Linked DNA regions of Oryzias latipes: region 1 is linked to region 2. A link is a contact called in public Hi-C data. All regions are on one chromosome and are shown on one strand. The core of a region is the stretch at or near the end of the contact, and the rest is flanking DNA. Distances in the headings are between cores, read along the strand shown.

Region 1 (3,890 bases), core at 1,179-3,678, 57 kb before region 2:
TTCAAACCCCTAGTTTGACTCTCCATTAAGGACTTGCTGGTCCTAAAAAAGAATTTGGATAATTGCTAAAAGTAACAATTCTACAATCTAAGCTTTTCCTAAAAGCTGCAAAACATACAATTGCTAAAATATAGTAACATCAAAGCCCCAAATGGCAAAAACAACACCAGTAACTATGATATTCTATGAAAGTACCTCATTTATATGAACAATTTCTGCTTTAGAAATACTGTTTTCTCAAACTATAATTACATCGAAATATGGGATCTGCTTTAAACTATCTTCAACACCAATACTTAGTAATCTGGGAAATATCAAAACAAACATGCAAACAAAATTAAACATTGTAAACATTCTTTTTTAAGGGAGTGTGGGTCCAAACCATCAAATACTTATAATTATAATTAATGTCAATAATGTTTTTGAGCAAAACTGAACTAAATCATGGTAATTAGGAAATACAAATAAATTAAATAGAGAAATGTATTCAAATGTTTCAGTTTTGATCAATGTGGTCGATTATTATGCGGCAGATCAAGAAAAACTCACAAAAAGCGGACACCAGTGAAGATCACAAATCATTGAAGAAAAAAGGTTCTTCTGGGGTCCAGATGACCCCACTCCCAATGTTAACATGCCAACGTTGGGAGTGGGGTCATCTAGACCCCCCAAAAGACAGGTATCAGCTTGTTCAGTGCCTCCAAGGCACATTAACGTTGGGAGTAGGGTCATCTGGACCCCACAAGATACCAACTCTGATGAAAATGGTGTTTTTAACATGTTCTTGTGGCATCTTCCTGATGACAGACGACATATATAAAGAAGACTAAGATTAAAATTGTATTTCCGAGTATTACAGATGGACGATGGGGAAGGGGGCGGGCTTACTCTAGACCCACAACTCAGAAGTGAGTTTCTAATGACATCCTGCCGCTCTGTAGGAACTATGACCACACGGGTTGTTTTAATTCAAAACAGGCCAAAAGGTGATCAGGGTCGGTTTTCAAGGAACCAAATTGCAGATTTCACTGGTTGACTACAAAACTGGGAGCGTGCGGGCGTCCCCAAAAAGAACCAAGCAGAACAAACCACATTCAGGCAGGTTCTGTCCCATCTGCGTGATGAAGGTGAGGTTGTCATCGGGGCTGATCCTCCACAGCTTCCCGTCCACAGTTCCCGTGTAAACGTTGCCTAAAACGCCAAATGGAGAGTCTCTAAACCAGCTAAGGGCAGTTTAACGGTATTTGACAAACAGAAGTTCTCAATCCAGTTCAGACAAGTCGTTGGGGACTCACCGTCCTCATCAGCAGTAAAGGATTCTGGTCCGTGTAGTTTCCCGGTGAACAGCCGGCGCCCCTTCTGGAGAAGGGTGTTCGTGGCCAGTGGCCCCTCCAGAGTGGGCGGGGGCCCCTTCAGGCTTACGGAACAAAAAAAACCTTTCATCTGCGTATCGGCTGATGACAGAAAGGTGTGAACTCACCTGTGGGGTTTGGGATCTATGGGAGACGGCAGGAGGTAAACCCCAACAGCCACAGCCAGCAGAGCCGCCAGCAGCGATCTCCTCGCAAAGCTGGCCATGAAGGCACCACGAAAACCTGACGTCTTCTGATGCTTTTTTACTGCAGGAAAATGAGTTGGAAAAGGTGCATTCAAATACCAACATGTGCGCTGACAGCTGAGGTGACCTTTGACTTCAGTCTGGCAACAAAATGAGCTTTTATTGTGAAAACGGAGAAAACTCATCTGGGAAAGGACAAAATAGCTGTCAGAACACCTAAAAGATTAGTTTGAAAAATGTAATCTCGCTTGCAAGTGTTAAAATAAAAATGTAGTTTTGAAAATTCCCAGTTTCTTATCTGTAGATTTGCAGAGAAATCTGGAAAAATCAAAACCTCCAGGGGTCTGATAAAAAAAAAAGAAGTTTCTGTTAATTTGAGTTAAAATGACGCAGATTTCTTAATATTATTAAACATTAAATGTTAAAACAAATTCTGTCCACAAAGATTTATGAGGCCGTCATGTCATGACTCCTGAAAATAACTTTTTCTGGACCAAAGTGGTGCGTTCAAGTACGCATTCAGTTTCCCCGCATTTGTTCAACAGGTGCCGCCTAAAATGAAGAAATAAGGAAAAATAAAAGAAAGTTGCTAAAAGTTTCGCGCTTAGTGAGTTTTACACGAACGGAAAATGTTTAATGGCGCCCGTCGGTTAAATGTCTGACAATTTTTAAATTTAAGACTGTCGCAATGAAATGTCCCCAAAAAGCGAAGGCGCTTTTGGAGACTTTTATTTTTTTTACATAAATATAATTCCGACTTACACGGCGGAGTCATAGGAGCGTCCCTCTTTCTCGGACTGAGCCCGAAGACGGCGTTTGTGTGCAAATAAAACCGTAAACCGGCCGGCGCGTGCTCTAGTACTTCCGGCGGAGTGACAAAATAAAAGGAGAACCGAAGAACACCCCGTTTCTTCACTCATATTTATCGTCCGCCATGTTTCTCGAAGGGAAAAAGCTTAAAATGATAAATTTCTGAACTTTATTATTAAAATTATAATTGTTTGGCACATATTTTTATTGGTTTCTACACATATCTAAATACATATTGGCTATAAAATAACGCCTGTTTAGATTTTAGACAAATAAAAATTAGCTATATTTGGAACATACCATTCAGTTTTAATGAAGTCTTTGGGATTTTTCTTCAAAATCAAACTATACGGAAAAAAACACAATTCAAAGTAGCATTCTACCATCAGCTAATTTAAAAGCCTGTAATTGTACATTTATAGTTTAATTAAAAGTAACAAAACACAATTTCTTTTCAAACAGTACCTCACTTAACTTGGGCTGGTCCAGTATGAATCAACTGTTAACATTTCAGAATGAATAATGGCAAAATTACTATTATTACTACTATTATTATTATCATTGTTGTTATTTATTTAGTACAATTCAAAACTTTTAGACTTGATCATTAAAACATTTCTTCACAATCCTTCAAAAATTATTAAACTGCATTTTATGTTTTTCATTAACCTTTTAATCTAAAACACTTTTAAACGTTTCTGAACAGTAACTGTATTTAGGTCACGTACAACACACTAGATGAGAATGTGTAATCCTGCACATTGGATTCCACAACGTAAATTAGTTTTAAAGTGGGAGTGGCTTGCTGAACAAAATTAGCTCCGCCCATTTCAACAGTATGCCGAAAAGGGCCTTCGGGCTGGACCCAGCGAATTTAGAGTTCTGTTTGCTCCACCCATACATTTAACCATTTGCCCTTTAAAAAATGTATTTATGATCATTTGGTCTTAAATGAGACTTTTACTTTGAAGGCCGTCCTGTGAGTGTTTGGGCTTGAGTGTCTCCCCTTTTTCTGTCTGTGGGTTAGTGTTTTGTTAAGAGTGGGTCAGACAGAGGTCAGGGGGGAGGAGCTTCTGCTCCAAGCAACAGTCCTGCCAACAGGCTGGCTACAACAACACAACAGAGTTCAGTAAAAACATGACGAATCTTTCCGACTGTTGACACAAAGGAGTAAAAACAGAGATTTTAGCACGTCTGTCGTCATTCTGCAGGATTTTAAACCTGTTTTAACATCAATTTGAGGAGCAGGAAGAGCCGTTCCACTTCACACCACCAAGGTGACGGCTACGGATTTCCTGAACACGTTTAAAATCTTCACCTAGCTGGAAAAAACCTTGATCTCAGTCAACCGCAGAGCATCAGAGAATCAATAAAACTAAACTGTTTAAGAACTGTCTTTGTTTTATTATGGTGTCTTAGTTACTTGAATGCAAACCTGTGCATTTTTATGATATTATTAATTCTATTTTTAATAGAATGTTTTAAAACATGTATGCTTTTAGGCAACCTTAGTATACCATAT
Region 2 (4,119 bases), core at 90-2,589:
GCAGAGGGGTGAGACGTTCTACCACAGCAGGTAGTGAGACGTTCTACCCCAGCAGAGGGGTGAGAGGCTCCACCCCAGCAGAGGGGTGAGACGTTCTACCACAGCAGGTAGTGAGACGTTCTACCACAGCAGAGCGGTGAGACGTTCTACCACAGCAGAGGGGGAGACACTCTACCACAACAGTGGGGGGAGATGTTGTTCCACAGCAGATGGGTGAGACGCTCCACCACAGCAGATAGGTGAGACGCTCCACTATAGCAGAAGGGTGAGATGTCCTTCCACAGCAGTGGGGGGAGACGCTCTACCACAGCAGGTAGTGAGACGCTCTACCACAGCAGAGGGGTGAGACCGTCTACCACAGCAGAGGGGGAGACACTCTACCACAGCAGGTAGTGAGACGTTCTACCCCAGCAGAGGGGTGAGACGCTCTACCACAGCAGGTAGTCAGATGTTCTACCCCAGCAGAGGGGTGAGACGTTCTACCACAGCAGAGGGGGGAGATGTTGTTCCACAGAAGATGGGTGAGACGCTCCACCACAGCAGATAGGTGAGACGCTCCACTATAGCAGAAGGGTGAGATGTTCTTCCACAGCAGTGGGGGGAGACGCTCTACCACAGCAGGTAGTGAGACGCTCTACCACAGCAGAGGGGTGAGACCGTCTACCACAGCAGAGGGGTGAGTCACTCTTCCACAGCAGATGGGGAGACGCTCTATGCAGGTGCAGCTTTTTTTTTCCAAGTCTGGACTTCTTTTCACACAAATCCCAAAAGAAAACGTGTTGATAGAGGTTTAAAGTGTGCAAAGGCGGCGTTGAACCCTCGCCATGCTGCTTCACAGTTGCTATGACATGAACTCAGGTATTTTATCACAGAATTGGGACATAAGCCCTCTACAATAAATGTAGCCACAAAAAGTATGAAGGCAGCAGAGCGCATGTTTGCACAGCTGTCCTCACTGAGACGCTGTGAAATTCATCTGAACCGCCGGATTCAAACTGTAACCAAAGACGTTCCCTGCCAAGCGTGCCCATCTAACCTTAACTTTATACAGAGGTTTGTAGTCATGACAACGAGAAAAAATAAAAGTCAGAACCAGAACATGGGCCGCTGAGCCAGGGACTCACCGCCGCTCCTGCACAGCCACCGGACCTCCAGGCGTCCGGAGCGCCGCAGTACTTTGGAGAAACGGTCGAAGTAGCGTGAAAGTCTGCGGGCCGTCCTGCCAGCGATCTGGACAAACCCCATCCTGAAGCTAATCCGCCTGCAGTTCAGGACTTCTGTTTGAAAGCACACTGAAGAGGAGCGTCCTCCCTCCCCGGTGTGTGTGAGGTCCCCGAGGGGGGGTGTATCACCGTCCACTGTGGGTGGGGCCCCCAGCAGCTGACAGACACGCAGAAGGAAGGCGGGCGGGCTCCAGAATTTCTCACTGAGGTTTGAAATCGGCCGCGCTGGCGTGAAAGCGCCTGGTCCACAATGATGTTCTGACTGTTCCTTTAAGGTCCTCATCTCCTTCTGTACGTTTTACTGCTTTTAAATAAAGGTTTTACATTTGAATCTATTGATCAGTAAAACGGATAGATGTTGTTTATCAGTATCCAGATTTATTTTGTCAAAATCTCTGTCAGTTTTCTCCCTTTTCTGATGTTTTTCTCTTGTCTTCTGTATCTTTAGTTCCTTTTTTTCATAGAAAATCTACTAAAACCATTTTTTTAAATTTTCTAATTATTTTAGTTATATATGGTTTATATATATCTCTTAGTTTTTATAATAACTTTTATTTGTTTCAGTGTCCGTCCAGGTTTGCAAATCAGGAAAGCTCAGACGAGGCTGGAGATCTGGTTACACAGAAGCTTTCTCTTTCAGCCCATCATTAATGAAGAGACCGGAATCGAACAGCGAACCCAAACGGATGAAGACCCTCGGCTCTGATGGAAGGTTTCTGTTTCCTCGTGGATCAGCAACAGTTTAATCCTGTTAAAAGTTTGCAGGTTTTTCCTCCGGTCAGGACCGGCTGGACGGGTTCTTCCTTCCTGCTGGCAGAGGATTTTTTGTTCCTCTGAGGGATCAAACTGTAAAGACGCTTCCGTGCGGGAGGAACGTCCTGCACCCGAGACGGAAACTAAAGACATCTCTTGGTGGATCTTTTTATCCAAAGACCCACAAACTATTTGTGTTTGTAACAAAAGCAGAACCTGATCCAGAACAGTCACTACGGACATGTTGTCGGCCTTCCATGATGCACGCGTGATGTCGTCCATGTGTTCAGATGTCCGTCGATGCATGAATTCGGTTTTCAGCAGTTTGACTTTTTTACGCAGTTTTTACGTAGTTTGTATCCAAATCTTACGCAATCGTGCATGATTTTTGCAAGATGCGTAAACAAATTTGTGGCTTTCCACGACCGTTCCACATATGTCCAACAGACTTTTCACGCATGAACCACAGATTATTTTATTGATCTTCTAAACCCGTTTTGTCCCTTTTGGGGTCACCCGAGCCTATTCCGGCCACTCCTGGACGGTGGGAGGAAGCCGAAGTCCCCGGAGAAAATCCACGCACGAGAACACGGCCTTTGACGCAAAGATCCATAAATTCCTCCTGAAAGGCTGTTAAGGAGCGCAAAACAATAAGGCTGAAGGCCGATCATAGGCTACGTTCACGCTGCAGGGTTTAATGCTCAAAAAATTTTTTTTGCAAGGCCGTTCACATTTCCTATTAAATGTGAATTTTTGTGATCCCCTCTGTGGCCGTGAAATGACCCAGATTGCGTTCGAACGGATTAATTATTGCGTTCGTACAGGTTAATCATTTCGAGGGAACGGGATAGTATTTCGAGTGAAGGGAATAGTATTTTGAGGGAACGACATAATAATCTGTGGGAACAAGATATTAATCTGTGGGAACAAGATATATTTTAATATCTTTATGTCAGGACACGGGCTCCGTAAGATACAGGTCACATAGGGGCAAAAGAAAATCGGAATTGGGTCCTTTCAGTCTGCAGTGTGAACATTGCCTTACTTTTTCTTTATTGGTCTGAAATAATCAGGTGTGGAGTACCTCAGGGTTTGATACTACGACCTCTGATAGTTAACAAATCAAACAACTCGAGATTCAAGGTGTTAAAGCCATTAAGCACGATTATAGTTTAACCTTTACCAGGTGAGAATCTCACATGACACTCATATTTTTAAGCCGTATTTAGCTTTTTACACATGTACAATGACTACATTTCCTACATTTCATAACCGAAAAACAAATATATGATTTTTAGGGTATTTTTTGTGTTTTTTTGTTTTTTTCTCACTGAAAACTGTTGATCCAACAGAATCGAAAAGACTTAAATTGAATCAGTGCACCTGCTCGAAGGATTTATCCCTTTGAACCGATATAACCAACATTCGGTTTGTCTGTAATCTGTTCATGAGTGACTGTTTGTGAGGTAGTAAATGGATCATTTTTGGTACGATGGAGGAAGAGTTACACGTCTGCAGAGAGGACAACAACGACTGCATTGCGCAGACCGACCATCTGCAGACATCATGAAGGTCTGACGCAGTCATGGATCCATCCATCCATCTTCTCAACCCTCTACGGGTTGCTGGAGCCTATCCCATCTAGTGCTGCGTGAAGGCGGGGTTCCCCCTAAACAGTCTGTCACGCAATTTAGAATAACCAATCAACCTATGAAGCAGCCGGGATTCGAACCTTCTCGCTTTGAGGCGAGAGTGCTAACCACTCTACCATCATGCAACTTTTTTTCTTGTGATTAATTTCAGGTTTTATGATCATAGGATTATGATCATAAAAATGAAGCCATGAATTGTCAACTTATACCGTAACCTTTAGGTGATGTCATTTCCTGTTTGATCCTACAGATGTTTATTTCCAACCCGCTTCACAGATTGGTTCTGTTGAACGTAAAACTGTTTCTTTTCTCCACGTGGTTCTGGATCATCGTTCTGACCCACTTTGGATGACAACCGTCATTTGTCCCATAGACACGCTGCCAAACCAGAAAGTTCCTGAACTCCAGACATCTTCAGCTAAAGAACTCAAACACGAGGAAACAAACCTGCCTCTTTATCTGCTCCTCGCCTCCATTGTTCCTGAAACAAT

The links. A called contact is a pair of places that touch in the nucleus more often than the background predicts.
Region 1: a contact with region 2 is called in a Hi-C map of embryo, with 2.0 times the contacts expected there. The contact joins the promoter of LOC101166676 here to the enhancer-like site in region 2. A contact is called at or near these places in 4 of 5 Hi-C or Micro-C datasets (embryo, fibroblasts and gastrula embryo).

The regions. Positions count from the first base shown.
Region 1 is chr23:20,787,562-20,791,451 of ASM223467v1, reverse strand. It overlaps LOC101166676 (adipocyte plasma membrane-associated protein-like), which reads right to left and starts at 2,428. Exons shown (of 9, transcript XM_011491297.3): 1 at 2,321-2,428; 2 at 1,481-1,619; 3 at 1,296-1,417; 4 at 1,090-1,191. The coding sequence starts at 2,333.
Region 2 is chr23:20,728,846-20,732,964 of ASM223467v1, reverse strand. The region is part of intron 1 of rassf3 (ras association domain-containing protein 3); the gene reads right to left. Among protein-coding and RNA genes, the nearest start is that of rassf3, 3.3 kb to the right of the region's middle. Within about 2 kb of position 1,339, at least 4 of the 8 cell types and tissues checked have an H3K27ac peak or open chromatin away from gene starts, as enhancers often do. A contact at or near this core is called in embryo, where this site is marked.